Regions from separate parts of the Capsicum annuum genome. Here region 2 is linked to region 1. The links are chromatin contacts, called in public Hi-C maps. All regions are on one chromosome and are shown on one strand. Each heading gives the region's core, a stretch centred on a gene start, on an enhancer-like site or on the middle of the called end of the contact. The rest is flanking DNA. Distances are from core to core; before and after follow the strand shown. Region 1 holds the start of LOC107854596 (mitochondrial fission 1 protein A). Region 2 overlaps LOC107856685 (probable magnesium transporter NIPA1).

The links. Hi-C and Micro-C count contacts between places; a contact is called where the count stands out from the background.
Region 2: a Hi-C map of leaf shows a contact between it and region 1, with 2.3 times the contacts expected there. The contact joins the enhancer-like site here to the promoter of LOC107854596 in region 1. A contact is called at or near these places in 2 of 5 Hi-C or Micro-C datasets (leaf and placenta).

Annotation. Positions count from the first base shown.
Region 1 is chr11:165,558,555-165,562,839 of UCD10Xv1.1, reverse strand. LOC107854596 (mitochondrial fission 1 protein A) reads right to left here and starts at 2,436. Exons shown (of 5, transcript XM_016699609.2): 1 at 2,070-2,436; 2 at 312-450. The coding sequence starts at 2,162.
Region 2 is chr11:165,609,655-165,614,361 of UCD10Xv1.1, reverse strand. LOC107856685 (probable magnesium transporter NIPA1) reads left to right here. Exons shown (of 4, transcript XM_047399053.1): 4 at 1-656. The coding sequence ends at 52. Among protein-coding and RNA genes, the nearest start is that of LOC107856685, 12 kb to the left of the region's middle. Within about 2 kb of position 1,626, at least 3 of the 5 cell types and tissues checked have an H3K27ac peak or open chromatin away from gene starts, as enhancers often do. A contact at or near this core is called in leaf, where this site is marked.

The sequences.
Region 1 (4,285 bases), core at 1,187-3,686:
GCAGTAAATTGCAAAGCAAAGGAAAAGGCAGGAGATGAAGAGGAGTCAAAAGCTAAAATGCATAAGAGCTAGGGAAAGGACAAACAAATAAGTCCAAGTGTTTATCAAAGTCTTCATGGAACTCCACAACCCCCAAGCACAGGGTATGGAAAAGATAAAATGAATAAGATCTAGAAGGTAAGGTGTCAAAGGACAAACATATAAGTGAAAGTGTTTAACTAAGTCTTGATGAAACCCCACAATCTCCAAGCACAGGGTATGGAAAAGGGGGCATGGATTCCCACAAAAAAGAAGGATTCTAATGATCTCACCTTCAAGCATGGCTATTCCACGTTGTACATCTTCTGGCCGCTTTGAGTGAACAAGAGCCCATGACAGACGCATGATGCATTCACTTTTCAGTTCATCAGAGGAACCTTTTCCTGCCTCAGCAACTTCACGTTCGCAACCCTGTCGATAGATTTCCCTTGTGAGAGACTCAGATACCGTCAATACTACCTTCGGTTCTAGCTACTGAATGCACATGAAGCCGCAAATCTATTACAAATTACACATTATTCCCTTGAACCAAGGAAGCCTATTTCAGTAAGATATTCAGAGAGATTTTTTCAATCTTTCTCAATGAAACGTTAACCAAAAATCTTCCATATAGTTGACACATATTCTGATATCCTTCAACCATAACTCTCCCTTTTGTCTCGGTCGTAATTATCAACAACATGACCCCCTAGAGATGGATGGCACAGCCAGAACGACTTTTGCTTTGAACGAAGAAAGATTATTCAAGAAAATAACCCACAGAGCCAAGTGAACAGACACATACAAGAACAACATACCCGGTGTAATCCCAAAGGGTAGGATGTACGCATCTAAGCTTCTAATTTCCATTGTCTTAAGTGGAATGGTTTGTGGGAAACTGGGCATCAAATATGCTTTAAATGCCTCTTGTTTGTATTCAGAAATCATGAGTCACATCTGAACTCTAATAGTCGTTAAAAATGGAAGTGTCTTTCAAAAAAGTAAAGTAAGACTAGTCTGATAAACCTTTAACAAGTAGTTTACAGTTTTTTAAATTTAGCACCACTACAAAATTTAGCCCTGATTCCTAGAAGCTTTACGTCTCTCAGGTGATTATGTTTCTCTAACATATAGCTCTTTCTTGATTAAAGCTACTATTTCTGTTACTTTTAGATTGAGATCACAAGTAATGTACTTTAATTGGCCATAACATATATCTCGCTATTGGTTAAGGTTTTTTTTCCAACCAATATCCAAGACTTTGGAAACCAGCTATTGAAAGTAAAAACAGGAAAAAAGAAACACAAAAGCAAAAAAAAAGGAAGGCAAATCACTTGCTATGGCCTAACTAATTTACACTTACGGTGTAAGAATTATGAAAACAATTCGTGTATATAAATCAAATCCATAGAAACTATATTCATACTGCTCGAGGAAAAAAAGAGCGAAGTTAATTTTGAGCTCTTATTTTGGTTTGATTTGAAATGCCACTTGAAAATGTTTTGATATCTCCTCCGTAGACAAATTTCAACATCCAAATTCAAAACCCAGCCATAAACATTTGTATTCCCTCCACCCAACTTCAAACACACGATGGCCACCTATGGTAATCCTTCAGCATGCACCTAAATAAGTTTATTCCATAATTCTCCAAAAAACCATTCTGGGTTAGCTCTTTTCCTCTCAAATTCAAAGTAAACATAAACACCAAATACACAACAAATAAATAAATGGCAAATCCAGCGAGACAAAAAATACTAGGTTATTTCTCCCCATCTTCCCATCTGTCCTAGATAACTTTGGTGGACAGAGTGAGTTACCTACTATCCGTAACTGGTGGGGAGGTGGCAAATATCCGTGAAAATTAGTCGAGTTGGCCCGACACACAGTAATATAAAATAAAAAAAAGAAATGAAATAGCAAATTCACTGAAAAACCCACAAAAGCTTCTAAATATATCTAATCAACAGCTACTCAAACAGTTACCAAAGTTGCCCAAACCAAATTACAAAAATAAATAATAAAAAGAAATTGATAAATAGCGTACGTACAGTGACGATATCAGAATCGCACCAAGGAATCTGATCTCCACCGCTGAAAAAGTGTCCGACTGACTCGAAGAAATTTCCGATCTTAGAATCCATTGCCTTCTCAAGTTGTACGTTGTGCTGCGGGTATTGTACGCAACCAAAAGGTGCTGAATGGGGGTTTAAGAACGAGTGTTCTAAGCAAGAAATATAGGCTTTGAGGCAAGTGTTGTCATCAATTTTTGAACACAACCTTAGGCGTCGTTTGGCAGCCGTTTAAAGTGTTTTGGCTAGGTGTAATTAGGGGTGGGCATAAAATGTCAAAAATTAAATTAGTAATCGAATCAAAAAATTTGATAATTCGTATTTGAGAGTAAAATTTCAACATTTCGATATTCTGGATTGGATTTGGTACAAGATATTAATACCGTTTGGTATTCGATATTCGATATATATATATATATATATATATATACTAACCATTCATAATGTCTGTTAGGAGTGCTAAATGCTGTTAGAGGGATCGATTCCTCTAATAACTTAATTTGCCAAAAATCACTTTTACAATTAAATTTTGAAAAGTAGGTTTTTCCTTTAGCAAGGTTAATAAGATTGTTTTTGTTTGGTATAAAATATCCAACAAAAACACAATTTTTGTTTAGCTTTTTATAGTTTACTAGTTTAGGTGTACGCGTCTTGCACGTGTATCTCACTTTAATGAGTTCAAATACTACACTAAATAATATATTTATTTAAATAATAAAGATGAATATAATAATTAAATGTAATATCTTTTGAGTATGTAAAAATGGAGAATTTATTTATTAAACCTAACCTTTACCAAATATATTTTTAAAAGTCGATCGACATTCATCTACCATCTGTAAATTGCAACAAAATAATACAATGATAAAGACATCAAAATAATACAATTAAATTAATCTTTACACACAAAAATTTTCTCAAAGTCGACCGACAATCATCTACCACCTGTAAACAATAACAAAATAATACAATAATAAAGATATCAAAATAATACAACTAAACCTAACCTTTACATAAAAAAATTTCTCAAAGTCGACCAACATTTATCTATCACCTGTAAACTGCAACAAAATGATATGATAAAAGTGATATCAAAACGACACAATTAAACTTAAATTTTACACACAAAAATTTCTCAAAGTTGATCGAGATTTATCTACGAACTGTAAACTACCACAAAATAACCAACTAATAGAGATATTACGATAATACAATTAAACCTAACCTTTACCTAAAAAAATTTTTCAAAGTCGACCCACATTCATCTAGCATCTGTAAATTAGAACAAAAAAATAAGATAATAAATATATCAAAACAATACAATAAACATAACCTTTACACAAGAAATTCTTCAAAGTCAACCGATATTCATCTACGACCTGTAAACTATATTAAAATAATATAATAGTGATCACAAAGCTTCGATTTTGATCCAATTAATTCTTGTCTAAGCGAAAATTTTGACCCGTAAGAATGATTTTGAATGAAAACAAAGAAGATATATATATATATATATACACACATGTTGAATTCTATTATGCTGACAAAAACAGTGAAGAAGTTGAGGGTTAGAAAATCAAGCATCCACCAATCTAGAAATGCAATTGAATCAAGTTAGATTCAATCATATTCTTCCAGTAGACAAATCGGTTTGCTCTCTAGTTTAACGTACATCTCAATATTTATAGAAGTATTTTCTTAATAGAGTTTTATTTTAGAAGTATTTTTCTAATTGAATAGTAGAAAGAAAAATATTAATTATTTCTTCTACCATATATTTTAGAGTCCCATATATTTTAGGAAATCTAATAGAAAGGAAAATATTAATTAAATCTCCTATCATATATTTTAGTAGTCTTATATATTTTAGAAAGTCTAGTTAATATAATAAAAATAATTAAATAATATATTAAAAATATAGTAAAAGACAGTTTTGTCTAAAGAAGAGTCTATTAATGAAGGGCAAAAAGTTCAAATCACTTTTTTAAGGGTTTTCACACTTTTAATATATTATAGATTATAGATTACCATTCGAGCTTTTCCTCTCTTTTGTTCAGCATGATTTCTAACTATAAATGTTGGACTGCTGTATGGACTTCTGCTTTTTCTTATTAATTTGAGATTAAGAAGTTTCTGTATCTGAATTTTGAATTCAGTTTTATCTTTTTCATTTTAAAGAAGGGGTTTAACTCTTA
Region 2 (4,707 bases), core at 377-2,876, 52 kb before region 1:
TGAATTGTGTTCTGAGGAAGCTGATTCTAGAAGACAGGATCTCCAGGTATAATATGACAGCTTTAGAGAAGTCCAGGACTCTTTCTTATTATGGGCCACCAGAAACCATGATTCGCGGTTAGAAAGTTGAAGCGTGCAATCGATAATCCTTTGGAAAACCTCCGAAGCTGCAACATGTCAATTTCGCTGTCTATTGATCTGATTTTTAGCATCAAGGTAAGGATTCCACAGGATGTTGGTGGAAAATCATCAAAAGTTGTCGCTGCTGAAACTGCACTGTTTGTCTATAGTTATAGGAGTTCCAAATATTGGTTTGTTGTACATCATTAAGCATCAGAATGTTGAGTTAGGGGCTTGAAAAATATCTATAGTAGCAGAGCTGAGTGATGAGGGTTTGAATAGGAGTTCTCTGTTCAAAACAAGTGATTTATGGTAGTAGTTTTGCAGTGATTAGGAGTGATATAGTAATTCTTTTTAGTTTTCTTCTTTTCTCTGGAAATGTTTTGTTTGTATAGCAGTTTTTGAAGTATTGGGTAAAGTCTTCTGTTTATGTTTCATTCTTTTAGTGAATTTGAGATCAGAGGATGTTTGATCGACTCCCAATAACACTATAATTATTTTTTTTGGGTGGTTTATTTCAAGTGATTTTTCAGTTATTTCCCATGTAATTTAAATAAAAGAAATTTAACACTGTCAGTGTATGGAAGTTAGATTCATCTATAATTTATATCTATAATCTACAATATATTAAAAGTGTGAACCCTTAGAAAAATAATTTGAACTTTTTGCTCTTCATTAAAAGATTTTTTTTTTAGACAAAACTGTTTTTTTCACTAATTTTTTCAATTTATTATTTAATTATTTTTATTATATTAACTAGACTTTCTAAAATATATAGTAGGAGAATTAATTAATATTTTTCTATTCACTAGACTTCTTAAAATATATGGTAGGAGAATTAATTAATATTTTTCTGTTCAAATAGAAAACTACTCCCTAAAATAGGACTTTATTAAGGAAATACTTCTATAAATATTGAGATGTACGTTAAGCTAGAGAACAAATTAGTTTGTCTATTCGGAGAATATGATTGATGCTCATCTAACTTGATTCGATTGCATGTCTAGATTGATGGATGCTTGATTTTCTAATTCTCAAATTAACATGCATCGATCTTTTTAATTTTCGGTATAAGACAGATAATCCCACTTTATGCTTTTGATTCTTTTTCAAGAAGATACAAGAAGACAGATAATTCCACTTTATGTTTTTGATTCTTTTCCAAGAAGATGCAAGAGTCATATCCTTCCACTCTTCAACCAAAAATGAACTAATAGCGTCACCTTTTCACTTACATTAGCTTTTGGCTTCAATAGCAATTTCGTACTGTTAGATAACTCTGCATATAGGGATAGATACAAGTCTTTAAAATTGATACTTTTAATTCACTAAAATCATATCACTTTCTCTTTAAAGGGCAAAATTTAATTGAAAGTAAGAAAAATAAAAAATAAAAAATAAAAAATAAAAAATAAACATTTAAGTTTAACTCATCAACACTCAACACTGTGAAGACAAAGAAACTGCAGAGTATCTGCACTTACCAAAAAGTGAAGAACAGTTCAAAAATGAAGCATTTTGCAACTTTTCAAAAGTAAAAAAGATTCGGACAAATTTTTTATGATCTGAATCGGGTTGGGTCAATTTTTAGGCCTAAGAAGATTGCTTTGCCTCATCTTGGGCTTCTTTAAATTTTGTTTGATGTTATATCTGAATTTATTTTTATTTGTATACTTTGACTGAAAAAATAATTATTCGGTATCTTATGATTATCATCTCATTCCATCTTAATTTATGTGGCATATATATATATATTTGATTTGTATTTGAATATTTTGATTTGACACAAAATTTCAAAAAGGTGATGATAACTTTCAAAATTTTTAGCCTTAATTTATTGAAAATATGTAAAATGTATTAAAATATTCTTTCCATTAATCAAGTCATCACATAATTTTATGAAAAAAAAATTGAAAAGAATTTTGGGAATGATATTTTATGATTTAAAATAAATTTTTTTATGATCAATTTATAAATGATGAAAGAAAATAATGCTTAACAAATTTAACATCTATTAAATAGGAGATAATATTGTCTTCATCAATAAATTAAAATATATTTCTTAAGAACAATTTATTCCATTTTTATTACATATTCAATGAAATTGAATCTTGAATGTACATCATAATATCATATACCTTGGCGTATTTCTTCCCCTGAATATCTATACAATATCTCACAATGTCAAATAACTGTATGATACAAATAAAACAAATAATTTAACATTTTTTCATATGGTAGGAGAGATATATCGTATTTATTTTGTATATATACAAAATGCATGATACACGTGCAACACACATACACTATTCTAGTATATATATATATATATATATATATATATATAAAATTTAAAAGGTGGGCCCCACCTATTTTCACGTATTTTTGGCTATTTACGAGCTGATTTTTTAAAAATTTGTCATGTCAGCAGTTAGGGTGGTAAAAATTCAATTGAAAGTTATTAAGGGGGTATATAATTACCCGTATAGTTTAGGATCTAAAGTAAGTTTTAGCGATAAGTTCAGGGGTGTTATGGTGTATTTTTTCTATTATTGTAGAAGGATTCTTAATTTATAGAAGTGTAAAACGTTTTTAACTTATCTAAATATGGTAGATTTATATTCTCTCACCCCCACACAATAAATAATTACCAATTTTAGAAGAGTAAGAATTTCAAAAACAATAAGTTACTACAAGTAGACATACTGTACGTTTTTTTCAGTTATGTTTTTTTTTAGACTTTTGCTTATTTTTTATTTAATAAAAACAATAAGTTACTACAAGTAGACATACTGTACGTTTTTTTCAGTTATGGTTTTTTTTAGACTTTTGCTTATTTTTTATTTAATAAGTACAAAACATGCTTCATTGTCTTATTTTTTTTTAAAAAAAAGTAAAAAAATCATATACACGTATGATTCCTAAAATTTAGGAGTTTAGTAGTTTTTTTTGTCTAATTCTTCTAACCGTGGTATTTTCTTATTGCTATATATTTTAGGACTCTTAATTTTTTCTCATATATATTTTAGGATTCAATATTATAGTTAATATTATTAAAATAATTAACTAAAAATTTGAGAAAATAGTGAAAAGATAATTTTATCCATTGTATAGTCTTTTAATAAGGGGCAAAAGATATTAAATTTAATTATTATATTCATCTTTATTATTTAAACAAATATTCTATTTAGTTTAATGTTTGAAGTTATTAAAATGAGGTACATGCGCAAGGCGCGTACACCTAAACTGGTAGATATATAAGTAAGAGGCAGAGGTCTTTTTAGCTTCTTCTATTTATTTTGGCTTCATCTTTTAGTGCATTCATTAAGTTTGCCTTATTTGTGTAGTTTCTTGATATATATTATCATCAATTTTTATCGTGTTTTTAGTTATTGCACTATTTTATTGTTGTTATTGATTTTTTTTTAATGCCTATTTCTCTTAGGTAAAACTTCACATATAAACACCTTAGATTCCTCCTAACTGACTTATTTATACAATATAATTAATATTATTATTTTTTTAAAAAAAAGTAATTAATGCTCATTATTATATCCAACCCCCCACCCCCCCCACCCCCCATATTCTCCTTTTATATAATAAAAATTGTTGGAGATTCTCCTTCCATAATTGACCCTTTTTTAGTATACACATATAAAAATCAATTATACTTTATACAATTGCATTTTAACTATATATATATATATATACACACACACACAATTGTATATACAAACACATTAGAATTTTATTAATTATGTATAATGTATAATATATACATATTCATATCAACAATATATTGTGTAAACGTGTAATATTATACATATACAATTAAAAGAATAAACATATACATTTGAGCAAACACATTTATATGACATATACATATGCATGTTAACTATGTACCGAATAAACATATACATACGTATATAAACGCTATATTATATAAACGTATAATATTATACATATTCAATTAAATAATTAAACATTTGTATATTGAGATCCTAATGCGCTGATACTCATTCTAATATATGATACACAATATATAAAAATCAGTGTATGTATATAAAAATAATTATACTTATATGCATATGTATGTACATATATTGTAACACCCCAAGAACCTATCCCGAGACATCACACAGTACTTAAGGCCACACGTGGCCTCAAGCTAACCCTCTAAGCCTGTCATCCCTTTCTGAACTCGCTTTGACGGTAGTCATGGCAAAATAAGAAAGGATATCATATCATGGACATACTCGAAAGCAAAGATATGTTGGCCTGTACAATCAAAATACTGACATTCTGTACATACTGATACTCTAGTTTGACGAAGCCTCTACTAATCAAGATTAAAGAGTCATTGGGACAAACCCCAAACAACTCAGACAGTACTGAAAGCCATAACGACAGAACGATATCACCAAAAATGTAGACACAATCCTCGAACCATGAGGACTCATCACTAAGGAAACGTAGTTGAGGCACTCGAATATGGCTAATGCGGCTGCGCCTGAGTACCTGAACCTGCATTACGAGAAAATGTATCCCATAGAAAAATATGTGGGTCAGCACTTTGGAATGTACTGA